Linked DNA regions of Pan troglodytes: region 2 is linked to region 1. Evidence: chromatin contacts called from public HiChIP or PLAC-seq data. All regions are on one chromosome and are shown on one strand. The core of a region is the stretch at or near the end of the contact, and the rest is flanking DNA. Distances in the headings are between cores, read along the strand shown. Region 1 holds the start of MKKS (MKKS centrosomal shuttling protein). Region 2 holds the start of JAG1 (jagged canonical Notch ligand 1).

Region 1 (7,655 bases), core at 474-2,973:
TCATGCCTGTAATCCCAGCACTTTGGGAGGCCGAGGCGGGTGGATCACCTGAGGTCAGGAGTTCAAGACCAGCCTGGCCAACATGGCGAAACACCATCTCTACTAAAAAATACAAAAATTAGCCAGGTGCAGTGGCGGGTGCCTGTAATCCCACACTACTCCGGAGGCTAAGGCAGGGAGAATTGCTTGAACCCGGGAGGCGGAGGTTGCACAGTGAGCAGAGATCCAGCTTCAGCCTGCGCGACAGAGCGAGACTCTTTGTCAAAAAAAAAAAAAAAAAAAAAAAAAAAAAATCAAATCGTGTAGTTTTGTACACAACTTGCCACCTCCTTCCATGTACCTTAAATAATCTCTAGGCTACTTATAATACCTAATACAACGTTAAATGCTATGTAAGTAGTTGTTACACTGCAGTGTTTAGGGAATGACAAGAAAAAAGGTCTGCACGTGTTCAGTACAGATGTAACCATCTTTTTTCCCCCAGAATGTTTTTATTTATTTATTTTCTTAAATAGAGTCTCTGTCGCCCAACCTGGAGTGCAGTGGCGTGATCTCCGCTCACCGCAACCTCCGCCTCCAGGGCTCAAGCGATTCTCCTGCCTCAACCTCCCAAGTAGCTGGGATTACAGGCGTGCGCCACTGCGCGCGGCTCATTTTTTTGTACTTTTAGTAGAGACCGGGTTTCGCCACGTTGGCCTGGCTGGCCCCAAACTCCTGACTCAAGTGATCCGCCCGCCTCGGGAGCCTAAGGTGCTGGGATTACAGGGGTGAGCCACCAAACCCCGCCGCCCCAAAATATTTTCTATCCGCAGTTGGTTGAATTCACACATGCGCAACTCATGGATAGGGAGCGTATTGTTTCTCCCCCACCACTAGAACATGGAGTCAGGACCGTGCAAGTCCGTCTTGGTCACTGCCGTATCTACTAACTCGGCAGTGCTGTAGACACGTGCATATCTGTTTATGGATAAACTGAAGATGTTAATGAATGAATGAAACCGTCATATTGAGTCTCTGAAACGGCAACAGGATTTGGGTATGGTCTTATCGGGGAGGAAGACGAGCATGACCTTAGAGGGTCATCCCTACAAGGTCCACAGCCCTGCAAGCCCCGCGGCTGCTTTCACGTATCTGGCAGGGCCACGCTGCACAACGTCTCTAACGCCGTCGGAGGGCGGCCCCCACCTCCCGACAGCCTGGGGTACACCGTGCACCCTCCAGACAGTCAGGGGCACACGGGGCCCCTCCCAGCGAGGGAGGGGACGGGGAGTCACAGGTTCGGCGTAGAAGGCGGCAGCGCAGGTGGGAGCGTGGTGAGGCGCCACTCCTCCAGCTCTCCCCACCGGCGGGAAGACCTCGCCGCCCGCATCCGTGCCGACCGCAACATTTACCATCGGCAGCTATTTCAGAGGTCGGTCTTTGGCCTCCTACAGAGAGCCAGCCTCCTCCTTATCCCCGCCCTCAAATATCCTTCAGTGAGGACACCGGTGACCTTTGGGGGTGGAGAGGGAGGCGCCTACAAGCCCCTTCCCCTCTCTTCGGCCGGACACAAAGCGGGCTTTTCCACCTAAAGTCCCAGCGCTCTCACCTGCCCACCAGCCGTCGCGCCGCCCCAGGCCGCCACCGCCAGAGGCCCCAGAAACAGATCTCAAGCAGTCGCTGCTGCCGCGGATCCCGGCAACCTTCGCGTCGCGCGAGGGCACGGAGCACGCGCAGCTCTGCGGTCGGCGCCGGGCCGCCCCCACTCCGCTTCTCCGGGTTTTCCGTGAAGCTCCAGCCAACTGCGGCCGTCACCGGAAAAAACGGGGAGCGAAGTTTATTCAGCGTATATTCCAGCAAATTGTTGAAACTGAAATTTTAAAAGAACGCATAAAATTTAAATAACATATCAAAATGGCACAGCTTCTGCCTTTTGGTGAGCGTTTAACAATGATTTATTGAATGAAAGAAAGAAATAGTCCACGGCGCTCTGCTCTCTGTCCTGACATGACCAATCACAAAGCGCTTGGATTTGTCGCTCAGCGCCAGTATCCCGCCTCTCTGTGCGGTTGTCTGGAAAATCAGGATTTTTACCCTCCAGTAACTCCCCGGATCGGGTTTGGAAAACGGACATGCGCCGTGAGAGCTAGTTGCCTTCTACTAAAGCATCCGCCCTCAGTCCTTCCTGAGGGCTTACAGGGAAGCGCGGACTTTTACAGCTCATACTCTTCACAGATTAGATAATTCACCCGGTATTTCCCCATCCTGCTTCTGGGTTCCAGCACAAACCTTTTATTCTCTTTTAACATTAAAAAATATATAGGAAGTTATGTTCAAACATGGCTATTTTCATTAAAATTTATCCGGCACTGTGAAAGCTACCTTTCCTTTCCCACAATCTTTCGCACCGAATATATGTTCCATTCTTGAACTAGTCATTTTCCAATGTTAAGAAATCATACCACAGAAAAGCGTGTTTTTTTTCTCTCGGTCAGTTCAACTGCCTAGCACCGTGAGTTACCATGATTCGTTACTTGCTAATCAGAGTCATTGGGTTCCCAGCCTTTAAGTAGCCTGCGTCCGGCGCCATTTTTGTTTTGGGCCCACTTTGAAAGCCGCGATATTCTGAACAGAGGCCATTTTTCTTTGGGGCAGATTCCACGGGCCATCGAAGTGTTTCGCTGCCATCTTAAATCCTGGCTGTGGCCTCAATCCAGCAGCGAAGCTGCCCAGATTATTTTGTGTTTGGGCGGCGGCTGAGTTCCCAAACGCGCGCGGAGACCCTGGGAAGGAGGAAGTAAGCGCGAAAGTGCTTCCCTTAAGCTTCTGAAGGTTGGCTGCAGTTCCGGCTACCTGTGTAGTCCGGGTGTCCACAGCCAGGCACTACTCCGCCAGTGACCCTGGACAGTAACAAAACATATAAAAGCCCGAGCCCAAACCCCGCCACCATCATAGGTAAGCACATGGACCTCTGACAACCTCAGATGTTCTTTCAAGTGAACTGAACTGTTTGCCCATCTCCTCCCTCCTGGTTTTTTGCTTTGATTTTTTGAGACTTTTCCGAATCCTTCTCCCTGTACTTCCACCTTTCTTCATTGTTTTCAAAAAGCCAAAAAGTTGCTAAACATCAGGATGCCATGAGCATGGGCATTACGGTGGAGATATTATTCAGGAAAGTTAACTGTCTTGGACAAAGGGAATGCAGTAGATGGGCCAGGTATTTGTATCAAATCATGGCTACCTGCATCCAGCAGTACAAATACCTCTCCCTTCCCAGACATTTTTGGAGATGTGAGGTAAATACAGATTGCGTTTGTATATACTTCCCATTCATTCATTTATTCAGTGCATTTCTTGAGTACCTAATTTGTGCTAGGCCATAAGGATTCAGGAGTTAGCTAAAAAAAAATCCATTAACTCATGGAGCCTACATTTTATCACCTTGACATCTACTAGGTTGAGACAAATAACAGTATTTTGTGGTTCTTAGCACTGCTAGACTGTATAAACAAGTATTTGCTTTCTCCTTCCCCTGAACTATTTTTTTTTACTTTTAGTTTTTAATTTTTTTGGCCGGGTGTAGGAATTAATGGTATTGACACTTACTTCTTGGATCCTAGACATAACGATATTTGTAAGCCAGTTGGCTAGCGTTAAAACTAATATTCCAGTTACTTAGGGCCTTGTTGCTCCAAGTTCGTTTCACCTACCAGCAGCATCAGCATCCCCTGGGAGCTTGTTAGAATTACACTTCATGCCTCTCGCCCCAGAGCTGCTGAATCAGAATCTTCCTCAAGAAGTGTACTTTAAAGTTCAAGGAACATTGATTCAGGGCATGGGCTAAAGATACAGCCCTTTCTTGCTTTTTTTTTTTTTTTAGATGGAGTCTCGCTCTGTTGCCCAGGTTGGAGTGCAGTGGCGCGATCTCGGCTCACTGCCATCTCCGCCCCCTGGGTTCAAGCAATTCTCCTGCCTCAGCGTTCCCAGTAGCTGGGATTACAGGCGCGCGCCACCACCCCCGGCTAATTTTTGTATTTTTAGTAGAGACAGGTTTCGCCATGTTGGCCGGGTTGTTCTCGAACTCCTGACCTCAGGTGATCCACCCGCCTTGGCCTCCAAAGTCCTGGGATTACAGGCCTGAGACACCACTCCCGGCCTGGCCCATTCTTTGTTCAACCCGTGCTTCTTAACTAGATTCACAGTGTATTATCAATTTATTGCATGTTCTAAATGCAGTGGATATTTGACAGGTTTTTTCTGTGCTTTTAGTTCATTGACTTGATGTTAGGGCGTCAATTTAGCTTTCCAAAAAGTTGAAAAGAGATTTTGTCATCCCAATATACTTTTATGTAATTTCTGTTATAACATCTGAAATGTAGGGTTTTCTCTGTAAGTCTTAGCATCCAATTTACCACTGGTTTGCTTTTTTTTTAAAAAAAAGTTGTTTACTGTGCTTCTTGCTTTCTCATATCTTGTATGCATATTTATACTTTTAATTTGTTAAAAGTTGAACTCAAAAGTTTGCATGTGGACAGCAGTTCAATACTGACTTGGAAAACCTTGGGCCTTGGTTTACCAAAGCTTTCTGTGGCACCTTGCTTTCTTCTGTCTTCCCATTTTATTTTATTTCTTTTATTTTTATTTTTTGAGACAGGGTATAACCGTGTTGCCCAGGCTGAAGTGCAGTGGTGGGATCATAGCTCAATGTAACCTCCAACTCTTGGGCTCAAGCGATCCTTCTGCCTTGGTCTGTCAAAGTGCAGGAAAGCAGGCATGAGCGACTGCACCCAGCTGCCTTCTGTCTTTCTTTAATGAGAAGACTAAATCAAGAGTTCTCAGCCTTGGCTGCACGTAACAATCACCTGGGAGCTTTAAAAACAGACTCCAGACCTGTATCTGCAGAGATTGAGACCCTCTGGATGAAATTAAAGAGCCAGTAAGGAGTATGAGAAAACAGAACAACTTTTACGTTTTATGTTGCTATGTTAGATTTTCTCTCCCTTATGGTGTTACTTAAAATAATCGGGATTTTGAAAACCATGAAAAGATCTGGATTAAGAATGTAAGGAACCAGCTTCCCAGTAACTGGTCAACTTGCCAATTATTTGGTCTGTGTCCTAAGAAAGTTGTCCAGCCTTTCTGCTTCTCCTCCCTCCATCTATTAATTGGGAAAAGAAAATAAGGCCACTGTTGTTTTTTATTTAGTTTCATGTGGTGTTGCCAATTGTAGTGAATGTTTATATTCTGTGAGTGTGAGAAAGAAAAGTATTTTACAAGTACAATATTCATTGCTTCTAGTGTTAACATACCTCATATTGTGTGTGGCAGTAGAGCATGATGGGTTAGGAAATTAACTCTAGAGCTAGACTCCCTGGGTTCAAATTCTAGCTCCTCTACTAATCAGCTTTGTGACCTTGATCAGATAACTTATCCCTTCACTACCTCAGTTTCCTCATCTGTAAAATAGGGTTGATGTGAGCGTTAAATTCATACAAGAAAAATGCTTGTAATAGTGCCTGGCACATAGTCACAGCCATGTAAATATTAATTAACTATTGTTAAATTTTATGATAATTAAATTTCTGGGCTTTAAGGTTTTGTTTATGCATGCAAATCACCAGGGGAAAGGTATTACAGTTCTGTGACTTTTCAGGATATGAACTTGTTTAGAAAAGAGGGTGATATAAACACAATATACCAGGCCTGGAAGAGGCCTTTTTTTTTTTTTCTTTAAGTATTTTTTAAACAGCTTTATTGAGGTATAACTGTTATACAGTTAATGCACATATTAAAGTGTACAATTTGGTATGTTTATGCCAGTGAAACCATCACCTCATCAAGATAATGAAGGTATCCATCACCCCTAAAATTTTCCTCTTGCCGCATTGTCATCCCTCCAGCCACTCCTCTTCCAGGAAACCTCTGATCTATCACTGTAGATAAGTTTGCATTGCATTTCCTAGGTGTGTGTGGTTTTTTTTTTTTTTTTTTGAGATGAAGTCTCCCTCTGTCACCTGGACTAGAGAGCAATGGTGTGATCTTGGCTCACTGCAACCTCCGCCTCCTGAGTTCAAGCAATTCTCCTGCCTCAGCCTCCCAAGTAGCTGGGATTACAGGCTCCCTTCACCATGCCCAGCTAATTTTTCTTTGTATTTTTAGTAGAGATGGAGTTTCACCATGTTGGTCAGGCTACCTGATCAAATGATCTGCCTACCTTGGCCTCCCAAAGTGCTGGGATTACAGGAGTGAGCCACCATGCCCGGCCACATTTCCTAGGTTTTTATCTAACTGCAATCTTGGAGTATGTGCTTTTTGGGGGGTACGGGTTAGTCTGGCTTCTTTCATCATCATCATCATCATTTTTTTTTAATTTTTATTTTGTTTTAGAGAGGATCTTGCTGTGTTATACAGGCTGCTCTTGAATTCCTGGTCTCAAGCGATCCTCCTGCCTCAGCCTCCCAAAGCACTGGTATTATAGGCATGAGCCACACACGTCTGGCCATCATAATTATTTTGAGAACCGTCTTTGTTGTTGGGAGTGTTGATAGTTTATTCCTTTTTAATTACTCAGCGGTATTCCACTGTGTAGATATATAATAATTTGTTTACACATTCACCAATTGATGGACATTTGGTTTGTTCTTATTTTTACAATACTCATTCTCACATTGCTTTGTTCTTCTCTAGCTTATTTTAATTAAAAACGTTTTTTTCTTTTTTCATTTTTTTGAGACTGGGTCCCACTCTCAGGCTGGAGTGCAGTGGTATGATCTCAGCTCGCTGCAGCCTCCACCTCCTGGGTTCAGGTGATTCTCGTGCCTCAGCCTCCTGAGTAGCTGGGACTACAGGTGCGTACCACTGTGCCTGGCTAATTTTTTGTATCTTTAGTAGAGTTGGGTTTTTACCATGTTACCCAGACCTGTCTCAAACTCCTGGACTCAGGCAGTCCTCCCACCTTGGCCTCTCAAAGTGCTGGGATTACAAGTGTGAGCCACGGGGGCTGGCCTAACAATTTTTTTAGAAGTTTAATTATTTGGTAATGAAGCCTTCTGTATACAGTGAACCAAGAGGTGATAGTCATAAAGCATGTTTGTATTAAAACTTCACCTTTGCTGTTATGTAGTTTATGAATTAACGTTTCGGGAATGAAACATGGCTTTTTAAAAATGCAAAATGTGTGCATTGACTTTTAAGTGGATTGTTAGTTCTTGACATGTACATGTCTAATCACTTTAAGCTGTATTAAACCTCAAGTCTACTTTTTAGAGATTGAGGACAATAATTCATGCACATGAAGAAACCTATTTATTTAAAGGTAGCAAAGTAGAGATCTATAAAGCCAACCCTATAATTTCATAAAACTCCCCTTTGTCAGGGAGATGGGGAGTACCACTTATATTTTGAGTTGATGTAAGTATATTTCTAAAGTCTTTTTGCTTCTATTATGTAAAAGCGGTTACTTGTGTTTATTTTAGTATTGACGTTTTGTGCTTGAATAAATCTGAGGTGGTTTAAAATTGGATTTGACTCATATTAATTATAGGATAATATATAGAATATGGCTATTACAATATCGTGGACATAGAAATTCATTTGTGTCACTTTTGATTTATCTTCTAGTTAGAAAAGATTGGATTTTTTTTTTTTTTTTTTTTTTGCATTTAAAAATTATTCCA
Region 2 (7,779 bases), core at 491-2,990, 240 kb after region 1:
GGAGCGGGGCAGCTTCCGCCTTCCGAACCGCCTGCGTCAGCTGCGGCTTTCGCCCCGGGAGGAGGGCCTGCCTGCCCGCCGGGAGTTCGGCCCGCTTCCCGCGAGCGAGCCGCCCAGAGCGCTCTGCTGGCGGCAGAGGCGGCGGCGAGGCTGGCGCGCTTGCCGCCGTCTGCTCGCCCCGCGGAGGCGACCTGGGCAGACGCTGCTGGGAACTTTGAAAAACTTTCCTGGAGCCAGGCTTGCCGCAGATTCGAGGGGAAGCCTCGGCCGCGTCCCACCCCCTCCCAAATCCGAGTCTGCGGAGCCTGGGAGGGCTCCCAGCTTCCTTTCCAAACCGCGCCGGGGCAGAGGCGCGGGGAAACCGGGGGTAGAAGGCGGCGGGCACGCCGGGGCCCTGTTCAGGCTTTGGGAAGGGCCGGCGGAGATGCTGGTGGACTTGGACGCCCGCCCCGGCCGCAGTGCCGGGATTGCACCTGTAGGCGGCCTCCGAGCAGCTCTCTGGGTGGCAAGAGATGGGCCTGGGAGGGACCGTGTCCCCACCACCGCCAGCCGCGGAACTTGCCTTCTCTGGGGTGGCAGTGGAAACCGATACTGTTTTCCACCTTGAGGCAAGCCTCGCAATTAACAGCTACACTCCTGGTCATAATCAAGGTCGAAGAAAGCCCGTGGGCTGGCCGTAGCCTCTGCCAACCCCTCTCCCAACGGGCTTGCTGTTGCATTTGAGGGGACCTTTATATGGAAACATCGACTTCCTTTGAAGGGTGGACAAAGTTTTGGCCCTAATAGTAGGTATGTCCTGCAGAAAAGCGTGACTGTTCAGCGGCCGGTTTGGGGCTTGAGTTCTCCTGGGTGTGGGGCGTGATGGGCTGGCAATAGGTCAAGGGAAAATAGTTTCCAACATGCTGAGTTACGAGCATAAAAGGGTGGGTATTTGTGGTTATCTACTTATTGCATTTGATGGGAGGCTCAGTATGAACAATATTTTCAGTGCCAAATCTCATCATTCTGAGGAATAAACTAGGGCAGCTAACTGACCTCTTTACATAGGTTCAAAGCTACCAAGGATGGTTAGGAGTCTTGGCATTTTAACAGCCTAAGAAATGCTCCTAAGAAAAGTGCTTACTTAGTGGTAATGTGTCCCATCTTGAGCACTGGCGAGAGAATCCATGTTTTGGAAGGGAGGTTTCTAAGAACAGAGCAAGTTTACAGCTGGTCATGTTAGCAGCTGGGGTAGGCAGCGACAACCTGGGTGTTTCAATGTGCCCCAGCCTCCCTTTCCCCAATTATCCTAAATCAAGGCAACCAGTTGTCAACTGTAATCCCATCTACACTTTTCTCACTGAGGTTTCCATCAACACCAGTCTCCCCACTTATCTGTCCTGTTCTAATTTCTACTCCCAAGTATCCCTGAGTTTGGGTGCTAAATAACGGTTTAAAAGTAAAATGGGCCGGGAGCTGTGGGTCACGCCTGCAATCCCAGCACTTTGGGAGGCCGAGGCGGGTGGATCACGAGGTCAAGAGATTGAGACCATCCTGGTCAACATGGTGAAACCCGGTCTCTACTACAAATACAAAAATTAGCTGGGCGTGGTGGCGCATACCTGTAGTCCCAGCTACTCGGGAGGCTGAGAGAGGAGAATCGCTTCAACCTGGGAGGCGGAGGTTGCAGTGAGCTGAGATCATGCCACTGCACTCCAGCCTGGCGACAGAGCGAGACTCCATCTCAAAAAAAAAAAAAAAAAAAAAAGGCAAAATGGTGCTGAAAAAGGCTGGTGTGATCTTAAAGAGCACATTCCTTGGAGTTCCCTGTGTCGGACCCTGTTTTAATTCTGTGCCTTGTGCCCCCCACAGCTCTCAGGAAAGAGGCTGCGGAGCCAGACCTTTAGTTAAAGTGTTTAGATCTCCACCTGGCTTCACCTAGAAGGGCTACCTGAGATTGCAGGTGCCACCAGTTGCAATCTGGGCCACATGCAAGCCGGTGTCACCTCCAGTCCACCAGTGAATTTAGCCCATTTGACTGATAGGAAAGAAAATATAAATTCTGAGAGGTGAAAACTACCAGATTACACCTAACAAGAACGTCAAATCACTGATAAACACAAAATTTTCATGTCACATAGCACAGAGTCCCACACCCTTCCTGAGCCTGGGAACCCACTTTTAGAGAAGGCAGTTGTGGGCTAGAGGGAATTCTTTTGAAAATTTTCAGTTGGGGCTCTTCCAAATAATTGGGACTCCCCCAAAAAGCCAGTCACGTTTACCACAACAGACACTAAGTGGAAGCTCTATCCTCCGCTTCCTTGAAGCCAGTTGTCAGCCCCCCTCCTTAGAGAATGAGGAACTGCTGCCGAGAGAACTGAAATACAGAGATTCCCCCTTGGCAGGCCTTGTCCTGCTTTGGGGTATAGCCTCCAAGTGTAAATGAATATTCCAGAAAAACCTTCCTGTGGAAAATGCCATCTTTAGCTGTCATACCTACACCTGAGAGAAGGGGAGAGGCTTGTAGTCAGTTACTATCTGACCTGTCTCGTGTGCTCAAAACATCATCCTTGGATATCTTTTCCTTTAATTCTAAAAAGATGATGGATGCCTCATTTTTTCTTTTCCCAGAAAACTTGCCCCACTTTTATCTAGTCAACAACATATAGCAGTTCTGAACCTGCAAAAGCTTTATAAGAGACATTCAAGCTATATTAGCTGTATTTAAGTACATCTGATCAACTGTAATCCTTGGTTAATCAACACTGTGGTTAAAATAAGCTAATCAATATTTATTGAGAACTGCTATTATAAGCAGTAACATCGATGATCTAAAAAATATTATGTTAAGTGAAATAAGCCAGACACAAAAGACTACATCCTGTATGAATTTATTTATACGGAGTTCCAGAACAGGAAAAACTGGTGAAAAAAGATCACAAGAGTGATTTTGAGGGTGGGTGGGTGGGAGCAGAGCTTCATTGGGATGGGCTTGAGGCTCTTCTGGTGGCATTGTGGGGTAATGTTTCATATTTTTGATAGGTGTTTGGGCTACACATGTGTATGCATTTGTCAAAATTTATTAAATAGTACATTTAAGATTGTATTTCATTAGGTGTTCAAAAGAGGAAAAAAGAATTGTGAACAGATATTCACCTCCAGTTATATGAGTGCTGAAGCATTTAGCGGGGAAGTGGAATGATATCTGCAACTGACACTGAAATGCATACAAAATTAGAGGGATGAGAGAGGATGGCTGGGTGGGTGGTTACACACTGAAGCAAAATAGTAAAGTCTTTTTTTGTTTTTTTGAGACAGAGCCTGTTGTCCAGGCTGGAGCGCAGTGGCACAGTCTTGGCTCACTGCAATCTCCGCCTCCCAGGTTCAGGTGATTCTCCTGTTTCAGCCTCCCGAGCAGCTGGGATTAGATGCATGCCATCATACGTGGCTAATTTTTGTATTTTTTAGTAGAGATGGGGTTTCACCATGTTGACCATGGCTGCTTTAAAACTCCTGACCTCAGATGATCCTCCTGCCTTGGCCACCCAAAGTGCTGGGATTACAGGCATAAGCCACAGCGCCCAGCCAGTAAAGTCTTAATGGTAGAATTTAGGTGTTACAGTGGTGTTCACTGCAAAATTCTTCGACATTTTTCTATGTTTGAAAATTTTCCTTCTTAAATCTTGGGGAAGATAGTTATTGATTTGCCAGGTATTTTGTAGGTGCCAAGAATATGGTGGGCAACACCGCAATACTGGTCTTCAGCACTACTGAGTGGAGAGTGTGTTTCAAAGGAATGGTGATACTGTAGATTTTAAGAGTGAATGAGGCTGGGAGCGGTGGCTCACGCCTGTAATCCCAGCACTTTGGGAGGCCAAGGCGGGCGGATTACCTGAGGTCAGGAGTTGGAGACCAGCCTCAACATGGAGAAACCCAGTCTCTACTAAAAATACAAAATTAGCCGGGCATGGTGGTGCATGCTTGTAATCCCAGCTACTCGGGAGGCTGAGGCAGGAGAATTGCTTGAACCTGGGAGGCGGAGGTTGCAGTGAGCCGAGATGGTGCCATTGCACTCCAGCCTGGGCAACAAGAGCGAAACTCCTCAAAAAAAAAAAAAAAAAGAGTGAACGGAAGGAAAGTAGTTTTCTTCCCATTCTTCATTCCAGTTAGGTTCAAACTGTAGAGAAGGCACATGTAAAATATCCATTAAGATCTTCCTTATTCCTTGTTTGAACTTGCAGAGATGTTAACACAAGTTCACAAATCCTGTTCCACGGATATGTTATCTTTCTGCCCCTTTCCAGCAGAGCCCAGTGAAGCTCACATGTCCCGCCAGGTTACTGCCTCCCATGAACCTGTCCAGCCAGCTCCCTAAGGAAGCACAACATCATTCTCCCACATCACAAGATATTCTACACGGAAAAAAACAAAAAACAAAACAAACAAACAAAAAACCCACCACCAACCTATAGATAACAGACACTGAAAATCAGGGTATAGTTGTAGCAACCACAACCAGGCCACAAGTTTGCTCATTCAAGCATAAGTTGTGTAGATCCAGCTATTTTTTTTCCCAAAGATTCATCATATGTACACAAGAGATCTGGATTAATTTTTTGAAAGCAGAACTGTGAATTTTTTGTATTATCAACAGTGATTTTGTATGAATGCATGTTAAACATTGTCTTGGTTTTATCTTGAGCCCAGGTAGTTATGATTTTGTCCTCCCTGCCCCAATCCTGTTTCATAGTCATTATGTGGAAAACCATCAGGATGAATAGAATTATGTGTCCACATGCCCTTTACCAAACCAATCACAGAAAGTCGCCAAAAAACTTACATGCAAAATCTCAGAACTACGAGACTAATATTTACATTTTACTCCTTAGTTAAAATCAAATGTTCTTTGTGAAGCTAGAGTGTGGGAGAAGTCCTATGTACAAAATGTACTTTTTTCTTAGAGTTCAGTCTTTTCAGGGAAAAAAAAAATTATGCGTGTAAGTTGCTGTTAAATTGGCATTCTCAAAACAACTGTAAATGATTCACATATCCTCCTTTTTTTTGGCGCTGATACAGTGAGTCATCTGTTCTTGTGAATGGCACTTGAATGACTTAACCTATAGATATTCTGGGATGGAATTTTTTTTTAACCAAATTGGTCCATTTGTACAGTCAACTGATTTAAATGCAACTAACAATTTTCTATAATTGCAAAGTATGACTGAGCTCTTACAAGCCTTTTCATCTCCTGAAAGGTTCTGGAAATTACACTTCCAGAAGCAGGTAGTATTTGGAAACTACCACAATACAGTTTTCTCTGTGAGTACCTTTCATCTCACTTGCACTCAGCTTTTCCAAACAGATGTCTCCAGATCTCAAATAAATAAATAAATAAGGTAAAGTAGTTGCTGGAACTTGAGGAAGGAGAGCTAAATGTATTTAGTTATCTGAGAAAATTTCAAATTTTCACATACATAAATGTGAGAGTCAAAGAAAGGTGATTGCACCTGCCAATGGCATGAAAATAACAGAGCTTTGAATTACATATTTCATGTTCAGGTTAATGGTCCCAAATAAATTACAAGACTGTGTCTGTATTTGACACTTTTGTTCTCGAGCCAGTGGTTTCTGTACTGATGGCTTCCTCTAAATTAGAAGTTATTAAGAACATCAAAAGTGGATCATTGCAATGCTTAGGTTTGATTTCCCATTGGGAAGATAAATAGTTGTTTTTATTATTGCTTTATGCTAACAGCACTTAAGGATGACTAAAGAAGTACTAGCTTCAGCACAGAAATATTGGTACAAGTAACAACTATACACTTCTAGATCCTTAGATATTAGTCATAACATAGGTTTACTGATACATAGATTTTCATAAGCATCATTCAGAAATCATTTCAGAGCAATATCAGAAGTTCTTTTTGCTTTTGGAAGTAAGGCTAAGACATAGAAAACTTAGAAAGACTATAAAGAAGAAAGTTTAATTTCCAAAAGATGGTTATTTCCTCCACTGAAGTGATAATATTTCTTAAAAGCCAGATAAAAACTAGAGAAGTCAATTATTCTATTTCAGGATAGTTTGGCAGAAATTCATGTGAAGAGAAGTTGGGGTCGCGGGGGTGGGTTTCAACAGACCACACAGGTAGTGTAATGCGGATACTAGGAAGGGCAGGGCTCACAGTCTGAGGAATGTAGGCGTTGGCAGTCAAGGAAAAATCCTAGCCCCAGCATATTCCGCGTTAGCATTAACACATCTAGAGGGGTCTATCCAGCTCTGGGCTGGAGATTTTTTGGAATTGTGGTAAAATATACATAAAAATCACCATGTGAACCGATTTTTAATTCTGTTGTATTCAGTAAATTCACATTGTTGTGCAACAATTTACAGAACGTTTTCATCTTGCAAAACTGAAACTCTATACCTAGTAAATAACAACACCCATTTACCTTCCTCACCCACCCCCAGCCCCTGGCAATCGCCATTCTATCTTTCTCTATGAATTTGACTACCCTAGGTACCTCTTAAGTGAATCATATGGTATTTGTCCATTTATGCCTGGCTTATTTCACTTAGCACAATGTCATCAAGGTTCATCCATGTTGTAGCATATGTCAGAATTCCTTGTCGAGGCTGAATAACATTCCAGTGTATTTTTAGACCACATTTTGCTTATTCATTGAACCATTGATGGACACCAGAGTTGCTTCTACCTTTTGGCTATTGTGAATAATGCTGTTCTGACCATGGGTATGGGTGTATAAGTATCTATTCAAGACCCTGCTTTCAATTTTGGGGGGTGTGTACTAGGCACCATTTTTTTTTTTTTTTTTGAGATGGAGTCTCATTCTGTCACCCAGGCTGGAGTGCAGTGGCACGATTTCAGCTCACTGCAACCTCTGCCTCTCTGGGTTCAGCGATTCTCCTGCCTCAGCCTCCCAAGTGGCTGGGATTACAGGCACATGTCACCACGTCTGGCTAATTTTTGTATTTTCAGTAGAAACAGTGTTTCACCATATTGGCCAGGCTGGTCTCGAACTCCTGGCCTTGTGATTCGCCTGCCTCAGGCTTCCAAAGTGCTGGGATTACAGGCATGAGCCACTGCGCCCAGCCTAGGCACCATTTTTTAAGAGAATATTGACCAACCGTGCCACTCCCAGAAAAGGGTGATAAAATGTCTAAAAATATAGACCTTTAAGCAGAGCAAATGAAGGATTGAGAGGGTGTAACCAGAGAAGAGGAGAAAGGAGGCATAGCAGCTCTCTGCAGTGTGGGGAAGGCTGACTTGAGAGCGGACTTGAAATGCTGCAGATTGCAGAATAGGCTTAATGGGTGAGGTTACAAGGAAATTGATTTTGACTTAGCAACAAACTGTTTTCATAAGAGCCATTCCTTAATGGAAGAGGCTCCCTTGGAGATAGTGAGTCCCTGCCATCTATGGATATCAAACAGGCTGCTGTGGACCATTGTCAGTGGCAGGAGAGAGGGAGGTTCCCTGTCCTGGATGGGAGGTTGAACTGAGTGATTTCCTAGGAATCTACTCTTTATGAGGCCACAGCAAAATAAATGGATAGGGTGGAAACTCAGGTCTATAAACATAAAGAGCATCTAGGAGCCAGCTTTTAAACAAAACGTGAAGTTGATACCACTGATTGAGGATGATCACAACCTGGAGTACAGAAGTGACCATTTTGCACAGATTTATCTGCTTTTTGAACTCACTCTTCTGGGATCCATCGCATACATATTGCCTGCAACAAGTGAGTCAATTCTAAATGTCACAGCACTGGTCATCATAG

The links. HiChIP or PLAC-seq counts read pairs in DNA pulled down with a chosen protein or histone mark.
Region 2: an H3K4me3 HiChIP or PLAC-seq map of stem cell-derived excitatory neurons shows a contact between it and region 1, with 3 times the contacts expected there. The contact joins the promoter of JAG1 here to the promoter of MKKS in region 1. A contact is called at or near these places in 1 of 7 Hi-C or Micro-C datasets (stem cell-derived neural progenitor cells) and 1 of 1 datasets of contacts at active chromatin or transcription factors (stem cell-derived excitatory neurons).

What each region holds. Positions count from the first base shown.
Region 1 is chr21:16,944,137-16,951,791 of NHGRI_mPanTro3-v2.0_pri, forward strand. MKKS (MKKS centrosomal shuttling protein) reads right to left here and starts at 1,724. Exons shown (of 6, transcript XM_024352036.3): 1 at 1,589-1,724. SLX4IP (SLX4 interacting protein) reads left to right here and starts at 1,766. Exons shown (of 9, transcript XM_063802675.1): 1 at 1,766-1,915; 2 at 2,635-2,934.
Region 2 is chr21:17,184,666-17,192,444 of NHGRI_mPanTro3-v2.0_pri, forward strand. It overlaps JAG1 (jagged canonical Notch ligand 1), which reads right to left and starts at 1,741. Exons shown (of 26, transcript XM_001169666.7): 1 at 1-1,741.